Linked DNA regions of Mus musculus: all the other regions are linked to region 1. The links are chromatin contacts, called in public Hi-C and Micro-C maps. All regions are on one chromosome and are shown on one strand. Each heading gives the region's core, a stretch centred on a gene start, on an enhancer-like site or on the middle of the called end of the contact. The rest is flanking DNA. Distances are from core to core; before and after follow the strand shown.

Evidence for each region. Hi-C and Micro-C count contacts between places; a contact is called where the count stands out from the background.
Region 2: a Hi-C map of embryonic limb bud shows a contact between it and region 1, with 2.3 times the contacts expected there. The contact joins two enhancer-like sites. A contact is called at or near these places in 11 of 39 promoter capture datasets (the C10 cell line, the HPC-7 cell line, cranial neural crest and 8 more), 15 of 484 Hi-C or Micro-C datasets (the Ba/F3 cell line, the C10 cell line, the C2C12 cell line and 12 more), 11 of 115 datasets of contacts at active chromatin or transcription factors (embryonic basal ganglia, embryonic forebrain, embryonic stem cells and 2 more) and 4 of 9 other capture datasets (adipose tissue, embryonic stem cells, macrophages and 1 more).
Region 3: a contact with region 1 is called in a Micro-C map of embryonic stem cells, with 2.2 times the contacts expected there. The contact joins the promoter of Galnt9 here to the enhancer-like site in region 1. A contact is called at or near these places in 8 of 39 promoter capture datasets (the HPC-7 cell line, cranial neural crest, embryonic stem cells and 3 more), 1 of 15 datasets of contacts at CTCF or cohesin (embryonic stem cells), 10 of 484 Hi-C or Micro-C datasets (cortical neurons, embryonic stem cells and stem cell-derived neural stem cells), 10 of 115 datasets of contacts at active chromatin or transcription factors (astrocytes, embryonic stem cells and stem cell-derived neural progenitor cells) and 3 of 9 other capture datasets (adipose tissue, embryonic stem cells and pancreatic islet).

What each region holds. Positions count from the first base shown.
Region 1 is chr5:110,361,859-110,364,666 of GRCm38.p6, forward strand. It overlaps Fbrsl1 (fibrosin-like 1), which reads right to left. Exons shown (of 19, transcript NM_001142642.1): 19 at 1-2,021. The coding sequence ends at 1,184. Among named protein-coding and RNA genes, the nearest start is that of Lrcol1, 19 kb to the left of the region's middle. Within about 2 kb of position 1,408, at least 184 of the 459 cell types and tissues checked have an H3K27ac peak or open chromatin away from gene starts, as enhancers often do. A contact at or near this core is called in cortical neurons, embryonic limb bud, embryonic stem cells and 2 more, where this site is marked.
Region 2 is chr5:110,610,304-110,613,111 of GRCm38.p6, forward strand. All of the region lies in intron 6 of Galnt9 (polypeptide N-acetylgalactosaminyltransferase 9), which reads left to right. Among named protein-coding and RNA genes, the nearest start is that of Noc4l, 42 kb to the right of the region's middle. Within about 2 kb of position 1,363, at least 24 of the 459 cell types and tissues checked have an H3K27ac peak or open chromatin away from gene starts, as enhancers often do. A contact at or near this core is called in embryonic limb bud, where this site is marked.
Region 3 is chr5:110,542,892-110,545,699 of GRCm38.p6, forward strand. Galnt9 (polypeptide N-acetylgalactosaminyltransferase 9) reads left to right here and starts at 1,464. Exons shown (of 11, transcript NM_198306.3): 1 at 1,464-2,051. The coding sequence starts at 1,811.

The DNA.
Region 1 (2,808 bases), core at 158-2,657:
CAGAGTAGTAGACGGGGTGCCGAGTGTTGATTCAGCATAAATGTGCTGGTTGAGAACCAAAAAGGACAAGCTGACAACACACCACACACACAGCACACGGGAAAGCTGGAGAGGGCAGGAGTGCAAAACCAAAACCAAAGGAGGGATGAGAGGCTTAGTGACAGGGAGGGCAACGCCCAGATGCTGGGCGCTGGGAGGAAAAAAACTGTGTCTTCTGGTAACCAACCTTTAGACTCTTGAACGTCTAAGATTCTGCCTGGCCTGCACAAATTCTGAGAACACTGCAGTAAGACTAGCACACGGGTGCAGGTTGGTCCTTGTGACTAGAGCCAGCCAGTCCTGAAGCCCACTGTGAGTCTAAGCAAACATCCACAAGTGTGGCTCTCCGGAAGGCCCAACCACCTTGGTAGGAAGCTCAGAGACCGTCTCCCCCTGAATATCCCGCTCTGCCTCCCAGGCTTGCATAGTTGAAGGATAGTTGTTGCAGTTAAACTGTTGAGTGTGTTCACAACTGACAGCCGGGTGGGTTTTTGTGACCACGTACACAAATAACCAGAGGGGTTTCTAGAAACTTGTTATAGACTGTCCAGGTTAAGAATTTAATAAGTTTTATAATTATATCAACAGAGTATTTACATTTTTTCCTAAAAAAACAAACCAAGGAAATCCTCTTACAACTATGCATAATAGAATAAGGCAGAAAACCCAAAGTTTTGTACATTATTATTAATTACTATTTTAATATATATCTGTAACGTCGGTTCCAAGTACCAAGGGAAGGCCAGAGCCGGGCCTGAGTTCGGAGCCTCACAGTGCGCTGGACAGAAAGACCATTTCTTTCCATAAATAAGACAAACCCTGGGGCTCAAATGGGATCTGAGAAGTTAAACTGCAAATCCCAACTTAAAAAAAAAATTTTTTTTTTGTTCTTTAAAATGTCGTTAGAGCACAAAATTAAGAAAAATACAAAACCATTAAAAATGCTTTTGTCACTTGTGAAGGGGGAAAAGATACAAAGCTAAATTTTTCCCAGTGACCTAATCGCAAGCTCGGAAAATGAAGTCACCCCCAGAAAAGCGAAAAGTCCTCGACTATGTAGGCTGCAGCGTGGCGCTGCTCCGGGACTCAGGGGAACTGTGCTCAGGTCCCAAGAATTTAAGTGAGCCAGCTCGCTACGCCGGGACTACCGCGCCTCCACCTCGGGAGGGTTGCACGCGGGCGAGTACTCCCGTGCCTCGCCAGGCCCCAGCGTCGTCCTGGGATGCGCGGGCGGCGTGGGGACCCCGCCCGCAGTCACCAGTGGAGGAGGCGCACCGAGCACCGCGGCGGCCGGCGGGGTGCGTGCCAGGAGCGCCCCGTGCAGCGCCCCAGGAGCCAGGCGTGGGTAGTGCACGGCCGGCAGCAACGCGGCGGCGTCGGAATCGGGCACGCGCGCGCGCTCCAGCTCCTCCCGGCGCACCTCCTGCAGGCGCTCCGGGCTGTAGTCGTGAGGCTCGCGGTCCCGGTAGGCGCGCTCCGAGAGCTCGAAGGGAGAAGGTCCCGCAGCGGGCGGCGGGGCTGGGAAGGAGCGGCGCGGTAGTTCCAGGCCCCGGTAGGTGTCGCGCGGCGGATCCCACACGAAGCCTGCTGTGCCCAGGCCCATATGTGTAGCTGTGGAGTGCACGCTGACGCCCGTGAGGTCCGGTGTCTCGTCTTCCCTGCGTTCCTCCTTGACCTTCACGTCGCCCTGGGGCCGATCAGGCGTCTGCTTCCCGGACTCCCGACCCAGTAGGCCTGCCAGGCGTAGGCAGTCGCCCAGGGCTGCCTTGCAGTAGGGTGACGGAGGTCGCGCAGCCAGTTTGGCGCCATCCTCTTTGCTAGGTGAGTGGCTCTCCTTGACCCGAGTCTCAGCCTCACGCTCGGTGAGGACCCCAGGGCGGCTCAGCTCACCGGAGCCCCGCTGTAGGAGGCTGCTGATGGGGTGGCCCACTGGTGCTACAGGCGACCCGTGGCTCAGCAGGCGCGTCTTCTCTAGGAGGTCCCTAGGGACAACAGGATAGAGCCATTACCTACAGCAGCTACAGCTGCTAGAAAGCCGTTTGTCAAGTTTCTATGACCTCAAGCTTCCTGCTGTGTGGAGCTTCTCTGTATCCTGGCCTGGTGAGGTGTTAGAAGTACCCCAGCTCAGAGCACACAGCAGACAACAGGAGGCTCTTAACATCTTTCCCTGGTTTTTGGCTCGGTTCTTTATACAGCTCTGGGTGGCTGGCTGCAGCCCGACAAACTTAAGGGAGTTCTCCCACATGGGGTGCGGGTGGGGGAAAGCAAGGCAGCATTACTGCCCCAACCATGGAATTCTCTGCTCAAGACGTAAGCAGGCACCAAGTGTATGCAGCTGGTTTGTGTTGATTTAACCACAGATGGATGGCTGCTTTAAGCAACAGCCTAAAATCGCAGGCCTGTATCCAGCCTGTGAGAGGCTGAGACAAGATTCACAGGTTCAAGACCCATTATAAAGTTCAAGGCTAGCCTGGGCAACTTGCCCTGGGGCACTTGAGGGTCTGGTGGCAGGGATCTACTGCCACCCCTGGGCCAGGAGAGGAACTCACCCTTTTGTGGTAGGGTCCCCAGCTGTGCAAACTCTTCTCTCACATCTGCTCACAGCGGGGAGGGGGGGGGGTCTGTCACAGGGTGGGGGTGGGCAACTCTGCTTCTTGGGGGGTGGGGGGCAGGACAATGCCCTCAGAGAGCATCCTAAGGAGGGTTGTGCCTGCTGCAGGAACTGCATGGATCAGACCAGCTTTTGTCTCCTGTGGACCTTCCACCCCA
Region 2 (2,808 bases), core at 113-2,612, 250 kb after region 1:
ACAAGCCCCAGCTGCTGGGAGCAGGCGTTGCCTGGCAGAGGAGGATGAAGGGTATCTGCTATCTCATGAGCAGAAGCATCTCAGGCACGGTGTCTTCAAAGATGCCCCCTGAGACTTGCATTCAAGCTGGACTCTGCTCGCTCCTCTGCACCACCAGCTATCTCAGCCTGTAGAGGAGCCCATGAGAACTAACCCTGGACCTCTTTAAGGATTAAACGCTGTGGGTGTTCACGATGGCTCTGATAGACACTTGCCCACCTTCTTAAACACTGTTTTACTCCCTTTATGAAACCGGCCTGATGCGGCAGGGCCTGGGCGGGGGAGGCATACTGGCTCACATAGATTTGGAATTGCCCAGTTTGTCAGCGACAGGTGTGCCCCTGCTCAGAGCCCACTTGTGGATATGAGTGTGCACTTGCATGTGGTAGGTCATGTGTGATGTTAATTATATCTGTGTCTTTGGTGTGGTTCTGCAGATATCCTTGGGGTGATTCACTGGAACAACACATCTGTTGCAAACATGTATCCATAGTTCCTCGTCCTCTTCCTCAGACAGGCACTTATGGCTTCTTTCTATCACCAGCCTGGAAGGGACAGCTTGGTCTGAATTCTCTTGTAACAGCTCAGTAACCCCTTGTAACATGTCTCTGAAAATAGAGTTACTCAGTCAGATGAACTTTATAAAGCTTTTGATACAAATGTTAGTCCCCTTTTCTGCCCCAGAAGGATATTTGTATGTTTATGTGTGTAATATTTCAGTGTGCACATGTGTGCATGTATGTGTGCATGTGAAATATGTACATGCATTATATATAGATTGTAATATATGTGTGATATGTACATATGTGGAATGAGTGTGGTATCTGTGTATGTGTGTGGTATGTGTACATGTGTGATATGTCTGCATACATGTGAGAGATATATGTCTATGCATGTGCATGCATATGGTATACAGGGTGGTCTTTGTGCATATATGTATTTGTGTGGTATGTGTGTATGTATATACATATTTATGTGTGTGTGGTATGTGCATATGTGTATGGTATATATGTATTGTATTTGTGTGTGTGTGGAATGTGCTGTGTATGTTTGTGTGGTCTATATGTGTGTGTGTATGTGTGTGAGTGTGTGTGTGTGTGTGTGGTGTGTGTGGAATATTTTCTTTGGCAGTAATGCCTGAGGAAAGCCACTGTTCAGGCCTTGTGACATGTGGGGGCTGATCAGCTGTCATTTTTATTTTCTGCAACTCTGACAGACACTGAGGACATAGCTCTGTGGTTTTGAATGAGTCTGAACACTGTGTGCAAGTGTTCACCATATGTTTTTCCCTCCCTGGCTGGCTTTGCTTGCTTGCCCCTCCTTCTCTGGCTGGTTGAAGAGCTGTTCTGCCCTCAGGGATATCAGCTCCCTGTGTGGTTGGGAAGCCCCTCCCTGGTGCATCTGGCTTACATTCTGGGCACCGGGCTTTTCCTGGTGTTTTCTGGAGGGATAACTTGAAGCCATCAGCCCTTTAAATATCTTCCTGTTGGCACCAGAGTTCCCACTCTGAGATCTCGGTCAGTGTGCGGTACATGCTTGTACAGAAGTGAGGGTCTAATTGCCTTTCCACTGTTTTAAAATAGAGATTCCTCCATCCTTTGCCATAAGAACAACAGCTTCTGCCATACACTCTGAGTATGTGTATATATGTGTGTGTTAGTGTGTGTGGTGTGTATGCATGTGTGTCAGTATGTGGTGTGCATTTGGTGTGTGGTAAATATGCATGTCTGTGTTGGTATAAATATATGTGTGTGTGTTTGTGTATAAACATGTGCATGCGGGCTGGTGAGATGGCTCAGTGGGTAAGAGCACCCGACTGTTCTTCCAAAGGTCCAGAGTTCAAATCCCAGCAACCACATGGTGGCTCACAACCATCCGTAATGAGATCTGACTCCCTCTTCGGAGTGTCTGAAGACAGCTACAGTGAACTTACATATAATAAATAAATCTTTAAAAAAAAAACATGTGCATGTATGGTTTTGTGTATATATGTGTCTATATATAAAAATGTGTATGTTGGTGTGTATATATGTGTGCACAGGTAATTTTGTGAATATGAGTTTGTCTATATATGTGTGTGTCTATATGTGTATGTGTCTATGTGTGTGTGTGTCTATATGTGTAGGTGTGCATGTATGTGTATGTTCTTACATACACATGTGTGGTTTTGTGTATATATGTGTGTATATGTGTGTATGTACATATGTGTGTATGTATATATAAGTGTATATATGTATATGTGTATGTATATATAAGTATATGTATGTATGTGTGTATGTGTATGTATGTGTGTGTCTATGTGTATGTGTATATACATACATGTGTGGTTTGGGGTATATATGTGTGTCTATGCATGTGTTGTGTACGTATATGTATGTGTGTATATGTGTATATGTGTATATGTATGTGCGTGTATGTATATATGTATGTGTGTGTGGGGGGGTGTCATATCTGTTTTGAGCTTCCATTACCTCATTGTTTTATAAAGTACTTTATGTATAGCAACTGAATATGTCCTCATTATCTAGAATTTTCTCGGCTTTTCTCTTGTTTTTATTACTGTGTCATATTTTGAAAATGAAATGTCCCCTACGGGTTTGTGTATTGAGGGCTTGGTCCTCAGCTAGTGGGAAATGAGGGAAACTTTAACTTCTTCCATGCTGGAGGAAATAGATCCAAATAACATGTGTGTAACCATCCCACTCCTGGGCAGACAGAAAGCAACACGAATGAGCCATGTGCTAGTCCAGCTGGAGACCATCATGGAGA
Region 3 (2,808 bases), core at 214-2,713, 180 kb after region 1:
AAAGAAGCAGTGTGGCTTTTATTCCCGCTGCTTCCACTGAGAAGTTGGATGTCTCTAAGCTACACAGAACACATTGGCTTGTGGAGAAGACAGTGTGGAAAAGAATGCCTGAACCAAGAGCCAAAGCCTCTACCCATTCCCCCGAATGTGAACAGATATGACATGGACATACACACACACACATATATACATAGAAACTGCACACTGTGAACATACAAACACACACATGTATCACATACACATAGCACACGTGGATAATCACAAGGACACAGCACATGTATGCATATATATGCACCCACATGCAGACACATCACATACTACTCATGTGCTTGTACATTATGAAGACATCCCACGTATATGCACACACATATACAACATGTAGAGACATATCAGACACACTTTGTACATGTGCACATTCATATACAAAGGAAAGTTACGAACGCAGAAACACATGTGTAACACAGACACAAGCACATATCCATGAACACATATGCAAACACATGGGCACATACACAGTGAACGCATAAACGTGCATGCTTATACATGATATATGTGTGCGCACACACACGAGATACATGCATGCACAAATACTCATGCTGAACCAAGAGCTACAAAGTCCCACAGACCTTGTCCTTCTATGAGCAGAGCCCACCACAAAGTAAGCTCCTCGGAAATGCTCCATCATTTATTCATTCCACAAATATTTGCTAAGTACCAGCTACGTGTCAGAAACCATTTCAGGCACTGTAGATTCAGTGGTAGCCAGGTATAAAGGAGAAGCTCACAGTCTGTGTGATTCAGGCTCACAGCCCAGGCTGTGTGACTTCTGCCATCTCTCCTCTGATCCCAGCAGTCTCATCTACAACTGTTTGTTTGGGGCTAAATTAGAGATGGAGGGGCAGGTGTTTGTTGTTTTTCTTCTGGCTGAGCGTGCACCTGAACTCTGAGGACTTGGGACACCTGGTCAAGATTTGTGTTTCCTTTATTTGTTTGGCCTGATGCTACAATAGGATCGCTCAATCTACAGCCTACTCTACTCTCCTTTCTTATCCTTTGGTCCCAGAAGAGGGCAACCAATCAGGTTAGGTTTGACAAGGAGCGGTGGGCAGGCAAATCTAGGTGGCTCTGACTCATTACTGCACAAAGGCACCTCACCACACCCCAGCGTGCACCCCACAGCACAGTCCTGACCGGCGTTCCCTAAGGCTTCGTGTTCCTAGGGGTCAAGTCTGGGTTTTGTCCCCTAAAATAAGCCCAGGCGCGGAGGGCGGTCTGAAGCTCGGAGTGGTGCCGCGCCCTGGGCCTCGCTCCACGTGGGCCTATCCTGGCCAGGGGTGGCGCGCGGGATCGGTTTGGGGCGGCGGGCGGGGCAGCGGGCGCCGCGTGCATGCTGATGAGCGCAGGCCGCGTCACTGCGCACCGGCGCCGTGGTTTCGGGGCGCGCAGGAGCGGGGCGCGCAGGAGCCGAGCGCACAGGAGCGGGGCGCGCAGGAGCGATCGGGGCGCGCAGGAGCGGGACGCAGCAGCTAAGGCCTCGCGCTGCCTCCCGGCCCAGGAAGCTCCCGGCGGGCGGGCCCTGCTGACTATGCGGGCGGCGCCCTGTACCCGCATCCCCGGACGGTTTCTGCGCGCTGAAGAAGGGCGGGTCGCGGCGGCCTGGCTCGTGGAGCCCGCGCGGTGGTGCTGAAAGAACAGCTCCCGCCCTTGCCCAGCCCATGGTCCCCACCGCGGCCGGCCGCTCCCAGGCTCCTGCGGCCCCGGGGCCCCGGGGATGCCCGGCGGGTGAGGCGGCCCCGTCCGAGCCGCGCTCATGGCGGTGGCCAGGAAGATCAAAACTTTGCTGACGGTCAACATCCTGGTGTTCGTGGGCATCATTCTCTTCTCGGTGTACTGCCGCCTGCAGGACCGTTCTGAGGCGCTGGTGCAGGTCGTGCGAGGCACCGACCGCCGGATGCGCAATCGGCTATCCAAGGCGAGTGCTCTGGCCGACCGTGAGGCCATCCTACAGCGCCTGGACCATCTGGAGGAGGTGGTCTACAACCAGCTGAATGGTGAGCCGCGGGATGGAGGGGAGGCAGGGTCCCGTGTTAGGACACTACTCTATCCAGGAGTGGCTGTCCACACCCATCCCACAATATCTTCCAGGGTCCCGAGTGGAAGCTACCCTGGGTCCTGTAGAGGAAATGCTGGAGGCCTTCATTGGCAGAGGGCGGCGGTAATAGAGCGACTGCATTATCTACTCATCCTGTGAACACTTGGGAACTGTCCCTTGCCTCCCGCATAATGCCTCCAAAGTTACTACCCAAGAGAACTCTAACTTCTCAAGGAAGAGCCTCTGAGGAGTTGGCAGAAGGGTAGTGAGGGGCTCAGGCAATACCTAGATCCACAGTGAGGGAGGTCCAGACCGTGCCTAGGTTCACATTCAGGAACCAGAGGTACCTTACAAAGCTGTGAGGGTGAAGGTGACACCGAGGTTCCCTGCAAGGACCCAGAGAGCCTTTCCAAGCTGTGGGTTTAGACCGGACTCACTCCTCTCCCTGGAGATACGGAAGGAGGGGGTGATTACTGCCCATCTAAAAGTGATTGATCCCATCTTCCTCTGCATGGCACAGTGCGTGTCTTGTCTATTACAGTGTGACCTCTGGCCTGGAGAGCCACCTTTCAAGGATGCTCAGGGCTCCTGCAGAAAGTTCTGTTGTGGGAGAAACGGAAGGCACCACTGGTGCTGTGTGGAGAGATGGAGTCAAGTGTCCAGCAGAACTGGGTAGGAGCGGAGTGTTCACGTGGACTGAGGTCAGGGTGCCTGGG